Linked DNA regions of Triticum aestivum: region 2 is linked to region 1. A link is a contact called in public Hi-C data. All regions are on one chromosome and are shown on one strand. The core of a region is the stretch at or near the end of the contact, and the rest is flanking DNA. Distances in the headings are between cores, read along the strand shown.

Region 1 (3,586 bases), core at 1,044-3,543:
CGACCATGAGTTCCCGGACGACTATGGGCTAGAGGAAAAGGACGAGTGCGACATCGAAGTGGAGCCTTTGTTCGACGAGCTCGCCAACCAAGCCGCCGGGCCGAAGCCGAAGTGCAAGAGCAAACACACGAAGGCGTACACAGCTGCCGAGGACAAGCTTCTATGCGAGTGTTGGCGAGACATTGGACAAGACCCAAAGACGGGCGCCGAGCAAAAGCATTCAACCTTTTGGACTGGTGTGCACCACGAGTTTCATGAGCGCAAGAAGTTTCCACCCTACCATTTGTGAGCACGCGCGGGTGGGTCTCCATTTCCAAGCGGTGGAGGGTAATCCAACTAGAGTGCAACAAGTTTTGTTCCACCCTTGAGAGCGTCAAGACTCGCCCCGTGAGCGGCATCGGCGTGCAAGACATGGTATGATAGCAAGCAAGTCGGCCTCTTTTGTGCCATCAAGATCATTTTTTTACGTCTTCATTTGCTATCACTTGCCCATATGCTTGCATGGAAACATTTTGTAGGCATTTCAAGCTTTGGAGGCATTCAAGGTTCAACACAATGGCAAGTGCTTCAACCTCTCCCATTGCTATCGTGTCATCAAGGACGAAGAGAAGTTCAAGGCACAATATGCCGCGCTCAAGGCACGTGGGGGGAAGGGCGCCGTGGAGGATGTTGGGGAGGGCGAGCCGGCACGACCGCGGGGGAAGACCAACTCCAAGAAGGAGGACAAGCGAGATGCGGCCACCAACGCCTTGATCGCAAGCGTGGACGGCATGATGAATAAGAAGGACTCAAGGGAGGAGGAGTGCCGGCGTTTCAAAGAAGAGCAAATGAGCGCTTTCATGGAGATCCAAAGGAGGAGGCTTGAGCTTCACGCCGAGAAGCAAGCCAAGATGTTCGAGCTCGAGGCCGAGAAGCAAGCGAAGATGCTAGAGATCGAGGCCGCCAACGCCAAGACAAAGGCGAAAGAAGTGGCTCTTGCAAGCATGATGACCGGGGTGGAGATCATGAAGGTGGATCTCAACGCCTTGTCGCCAAGGAAAAGGCCGTGGTTCGAGAAGATGCAGGCCGACATGCTCAAGTTTCAGGACGACTGATCTTGGCGTCGAGGGCCATCTTTTTGTATGCCGGCAGGTGTGCCGGCATGACCACGGGAGCCGCGGTGGCGTGGTCGAACTCCAAGTCCCACCATTTTTTGCATGCTGGCATGTGTGCCGGCCGGCTGGCGAGCGAGTGCGCCAGCAGGAGCTATGGTATTTTCTAAAACCGACATTGTATGCCGGTGCTGGCATAGTGCCGGCATGAGACATGGCCGCTGGCATGATCGGCCGCGAGCCTTTTTTAATTCAAAAGTTGAATGTGGACATGAAATGGGTCGGCGCGTTGGGCACATTGCCGACCCAAATATAAAACTGGGCGGACGCCGAACAGGCGGCTGACCCAAATGGACAAAAAGCGGACAAATACGCCGTCTATTTGGATCGCCCCATTGGAGTTGCTCTTAGCATCTGGCACCACCGGTCGGGTAAGAATATACCGTCAGCATCTGTAACCCTTCAACCATGAAACATTCTTTCCGTCCACCATGTGCAGTATACTTTCAGTTGACGACCAGTTCGTTTTGTAATGGTAGGCGGCTAACCAGCTAATCAAGGGGGAAGAAGGGGGGTCACTGCTTATAGTGCGCTGTAACCTGCCACGGCAAGCAACGGACATGTTATCGGCCAATCCCAAGACGTCATCTGAAAGCAAAAGTCGTCCGTCCAAATTCCTACCCCGGACGAAACTTTCAGCAGCTGCTATACCTAAGAAGCCACAGCCATTAGAAAACGTGTATATCGCCAAATCGCAACATCATCGAACCGTAAAATAACCCAGAGGCAAGGCGTCGCACGCAAAAGACTCGGGCTTCGCTCGCGATGTGTTGATGTGATGTGACGACAGATAACGCTGTGTATTAGGATAGGATTGAATTTGCCATTAGCGTTGGTTGTGAGAAGGCGACACGTGCGTATTTTAGCCTATTTTAGGAGATCATTCATTGGAAAAAAATAGCATGCAACTGACGGTCTTGATCGACGCAGAAATGCTATGTATGTGATCTGCGCCGTCCGCCTGAATTGATGACCTTCTATTTCTTTCCCTCCAATTGGCGTGCAAGGTGCAAGTGCAACTACTACTAATTGCTTACCATTTCAATCCGCGTGGGACACCCTAAAAAAAAAACCGCGTGGGACTGAGGATGGAGGAGCTCGGTCGGTCGGTATAAAATGGCCCACCCAACCAATCTCCCGGCCCCGAGAGCCGAGAGGCTGAGAGGTCAAGAGTAGGCTGAACCGAACCCGCCCACACACACCCATCGTTCCTCACCAACCCCTCTCACCTCTCGCGATCATGGGCAGCTCACGGGTGGAAGGCCTCATCCCCTTCATCTACAAGGCCATCAAGGAGCACCGCCGGAGCGGCAGCCGGGCCGCCGCCTACCGGGGCGCGGACGTGGAGGACGACGTGGACCTCGGCGACACGGACCAGAGGCGGCGCTGGCTGGAGCAGGAGCTGCGGTCGCCGCTCCGCGCCGCCGCCGCCCCGGCGTCGGCGCAGGCGCACGGGCGGAACCGGTCGCTGGAGGAGCTGGCCGGCCAGGTGGGGCTCTCGCCGGGCCGGCGGATGCCGTTGCCCAAGGCCAGGAGCGTCCGCGCCTTCGCCTGCATCGGCGCCGGCGCCGCGTGACGGCCGAACACGTACGCCGTAGTCCGGTAGATGCGTACTTTTGGTTCATGCTTTGTGGGTCAAGTGCAATAGTGTAAGTTTTGGTTGAAGCTGTGCATACGTACGAGTGATTCGTTATATGACTGGAGTTGGAGATTGCAAACCAACAGATACTTCTCGTTTCAATTTTGCTTCACAAATCCTCGTGTTATTCTTATAGCCACCACCTAGCTTGATAGATTGCTGAGAAAGGTTTATCTTTTCTGTTGGTTTATTTTTAGTTTTCCAGAAAACGTTGGTTCCAACCAAAATATATTGCTGGATCGTTGTTGCTTTTTCTTACACTTATGATGAAATCTATGTAAGAATAATAATCATTTAAAAGAATGATACGGACCATGGCATAACAAGCGAATATCAGACCTAATTAATTAGCTTCTTCTTCGGCACGTCCACCCGTGATCCTCCACAAGCCTGGATTATGAATTTATTCGTGTGATTCTCATGTACGTAGTACAGATATTGCGAGGGTGCACACAGCACACAAAACATGAAGAGATTTTCCAGTTTATCTTTCTTTATGTTTCTTTTTTGAGAAATATTTCCTTTTTCTTTATATTTCAGAAGATTCTTTTTCTTTATATAGCCTTTTTTTTTGAGAATTTTTCTTTATATAGCCGTTCCGGTGGGGTGTATGCCCCCGACAAGCCCATGAGGCTGTAACATCGGCCCACTTTCTTCATTATCAAGAAAATGCCTAACGAGGCCAACGGGTGAGGCAAATGTAACGGAAAATGTATGGTAAACGATTTTGTCTAAAAAAAAGGTATGGTAAACAATTAAGTACGCCCGATCGGCCAGGCTTTCGGCTGGTTGCTCT
Region 2 (3,698 bases), core at 998-3,497, 490 kb after region 1:
CCGATATCTGTCAGACCGCACGTGTCCAGTGCATCACGGAAGGCATCCATTTGGGCTTGGCTTCGGCTACCAACACCATCATGTTCATGAGCATGGAGTACTTCATTAAAATCACCCATTACAACCCAGGGTAGATTGCTAGAACCCGCTATCCCTTTGAGCATATCCCAAGTTTTATATCGTTGGTTAACTTGTGCCTCACCATAAACAAAAGGTTGCTCTGATTTTTGTATCAAGAAACTCATCAACCGTAACATCAATGTGATAATCAGAGTAACCAATAACTTCGAGCTTTATTTCATCATTCCAAAATATTCCTAAACCACCACTTCTACCACGACTATCAACAGCAAAAGTTTTATTAAAGCCTAAAGACTCCACCATATTCTCTACTCGAGAGCCCTCAATCTGGGTTTCAACAATGCATAATATTGAGGGGGCAAGTTGGCTCATGAGGTCACGAAGCTCTCGAACTGTCGCGGGTTTGCCAGCCCCGCGGCAGTTCCAACATAGCAGACTCATTGCGCTCGGCGCGACTCCTCTAGGGAGCCCGCCAACCGCGCATCATAAGTTTTGTTGCTGGTGATATTAATCCCACTGCTTCTGCTATTTTCCAAAGGTGTCTGCTTGTTCCTCTTGGGCTCCTGTTTCGAAGAAGGGCTAATAGGCACCACCGAGGCCGAGGTGCTTGTCTCGTTCTCAACCAGCATAATAGTTTTGGCCACATCGTTTCCATCCTCATGACGAGCTGCTCCCCTCTTCCTACTAAGCCCAGCTTCACCCATATCTGCATCCTCATCCGGCATGAATTTGTTGTTGTCATCCCTCTTGTCATCAGCAGAGTCGGCCGCCGTTGCGCCCGCCTCTGCGTCCGCCTCTACGGCCTCGACCAGCCCCGGGACCTTGGCCCGTACGCATAACCCATGCAGCTCGCAATTCTTTGAAGATCAGTGCTGATGGTGGATGAACCCGATCTCCATGCTCTTTAAACAAATGCCCCAGATGTCCGCACACAGCACACCAGTCCGAAAGCTTTTCATATTTCACTCTATATATCTGCCGCTTCCCCTCCCTGATCATGGAAACTGCATTCTTCAGAGGTTTCGTCACATTTATCCGAACCCAGACACGGTGAAAATTTCCCGTGAAGTCCGGTGATTGGGGTTCTGCAAAGAGAACTTCACCGACCTTTGATGCAAGGGAAGGCACCAGATGGGCGTAAAGAGACGGCACATCGTGCACTTGCACCCATATCTCTATTGTATCAAGTGGTACTGTCGTTGGTTTCGCTATACCATCATAGGGTTTAAGGATGACTGCATCCCCCCTGAAGTGCCATGGACCATCTTGGTAACCGTCTCCCAATCCCCAAGACAAGAGAATTGGACTGTGTAAAGATTGTTCTCCAAGGGCTTGAACTTCACCTCTTGGGCCAGATCCCATGCCGCCCTCATATTCTTGAAAAACCAGTACTGACTACAAGTTTTGGTGCAATGAACCCTAGCGAGTGCCATCCATCGAGCAGCCTCAGGCGGTGCAGCTTCCTCATCAAAGACCACATCATCTAGATCCTCCTCTCGAAGGCCTAGTTCCTTCATCATTGATTCCATCTCATCGATCTCCTGCGCCCCCGTGGAAGCAGCGCCCGCAGATGTGCTTGAAGCCATCTCGAAAACCTAGCCCGATCGAAAAGTTTCGGGCCTTGTGGGGAAACCCTAATTCCTCTCCTCCACCCGTACCGACCAGGACCTTGGTCGTCCCAAGGGACTCCCCTGATCGCAAGCAGCTCCGGGAGGAATCAATGAAGAGGTAGGGGATGCAGATCTCGACGGCGGCGAAAAATCGCCCCGGGAGGACTATAAACCCTAACTAGAGGGAAATCTTTGGAGGTGTGAGTACACCTACCAAACTATGTGTAGAATATTGTTTTTATCCTGTATTTATTCAGCCATGCCCAACTGAGTCGCAGCTTACCAAAAGCGAACCTGGTTAGTGATTTGGATTTCAAATGTAAATCGGCCTAGCCCAGAAAGAGTCGCCAGACTACAGAACAGCTAGCCCAGAAACCCGGCCCACGTGCGTTACCTCTGCGGCGTGCCGTCATGTGCTCGACCGACCACTCCGCCCACGCACTCACGCCCCACGCTCCGCGTGGCCAAAAGCAAAAAAAAAAACCTAAAAAAAATCTCAATAGATAAAGGCACCCGTACGCGCAAATAGAGCATCGCCCCAGGGACCTGCACGCATAACCGCCGTGCCGTGTTTCTGGGGATCGACATCGCACGCACGCACCTGGCACCTCCCTCCCCGAATCCATCCATCCCACCGCTCTTTTAGCAGCTGCCCCCGTTGCTTGCGTCCAACTCAACCCCACTCCTCCGCCTCCCCCCTCTCCCATCTGCTGCCGCTGCTCTGCTCTGCTCTGCTCGCCCCTACCCGCGATCGCCGCGGCCAGCCCGCCATGGACGAGGAGTACGACGTGATCGTGCTGGGCACGGGGCTCAAGGAGTGCATCCTCAGCGGCCTCCTCTCCGTCGACGGCCTCAAGGTGAAGCCCGCCTCCTCCCCCCTACCGATCGATCTGTGCCTTTCCCCGTTCCAGCTGCCTGCCGTGACGCCGCTCAGTCAGCTCCCGTGCGCGTGTTTTCCGACGGAGCCCGCGCGCTCGGCGCGCGGGCGGGGTGGTTGCTGCTGCTTCCAGGTAGTAGATCGGGCGATGGTAGTGGCGCCCGGCTTGATCCGGACCTGATTTCAGCAGATGGGCGATTGTTTTCGCTGCCACGCAGTGTCCCTCTGTTGTTCGTGGTAGGAACTGTTGCGAAACTTGGCCGGTCGTTCGACTTGGGGGAGGCAGCCTGTAGTGATGTGGAGGTGGGGACGCTGGGGCGTGGCTGAATCGGAAGGTAAACTGCAGTGACGGCATCTCGCTCAGTTTATGCTAGTAGATGTGATCCATGCTTGTAAGGCGCCGGTATGAGTTTTGCAACGCTGGGGCACAGCAGTTAGGGAGGAAAAAGGTAGGGCGTGGTTTGAGTTGTTGTGGCATGACATGCTTACCCATTTTGGAAGCATGATCTTTTATGGTGTATTAATTGGGTGAGATGCTGCTGATCCAAAAGTGGTGGGATGCTCGATACATGTTGTAGTCTGAAGGGGTGCAAAAATGGCGATATTGCTAAATGTGTTCTAAGGATCCTCCTTTGCTTTTTTTTTTTTTTGCAGGTTTTGCACATGGATAGAAATGACTACTATGGAGGAGATTCCACCTCCCTCAACTTGAACCAGGCAAGCAGCTATATGTCTCTATCGAGTGGTTTAAGTTAAGATCGCAACTACCTAGAATGAGGTTATAATTGTATCAATGGGTACTTCTTGAAAATATATGTATATAAACAAAAGTTACTCTGTTTGTTTTGTTAGTTGATATGATTGATTTAGTCTTGTAGTTGTTTTTAGTTATACCTCTTTAATGTTTGTATATGTTGTCGACAGCTCTGGAAGAAGTTCAGGGGGGAAGAAAAACCACCGGCGCATTTAGGTGCGAGCAGAGACTACAATGTAGACATGGTTCCAAAGGTGTGACATGCCCCTTTTGATTAAATCCATCTTTCTGTATGCAGCAAATATTAACTGAGTATACAATAAATGTACTCTTTTCATTGCAAAAATATTTACTAACTTATTTGTGGCAGTCAAGT

What was found. Hi-C and Micro-C count contacts between places; a contact is called where the count stands out from the background.
Region 2: a Hi-C map of leaf shows a contact between it and region 1, with 4 times the contacts expected there. The contact joins the promoter of LOC123056153 here to the promoter of LOC123146583 in region 1. A contact is called at or near these places in 3 of 5 Hi-C or Micro-C datasets (leaf and an unstated tissue).

What each region holds. Positions count from the first base shown.
Region 1 is chr1A:456,288,567-456,292,152 of IWGSC CS RefSeq v2.1, forward strand. It overlaps LOC123146583, which reads left to right and starts at 2,294. Exons shown (of 1, transcript XM_044566097.1): 1 at 2,294-3,037. The coding sequence starts at 2,392. The coding sequence ends at 2,727.
Region 2 is chr1A:456,774,359-456,778,056 of IWGSC CS RefSeq v2.1, forward strand. LOC123056153 (guanosine nucleotide diphosphate dissociation inhibitor 1) reads left to right here and starts at 2,248. Exons shown (of 13, transcript XM_044479866.1): 1 at 2,248-2,548; 2 at 3,223-3,285; 3 at 3,493-3,576. The coding sequence starts at 2,462.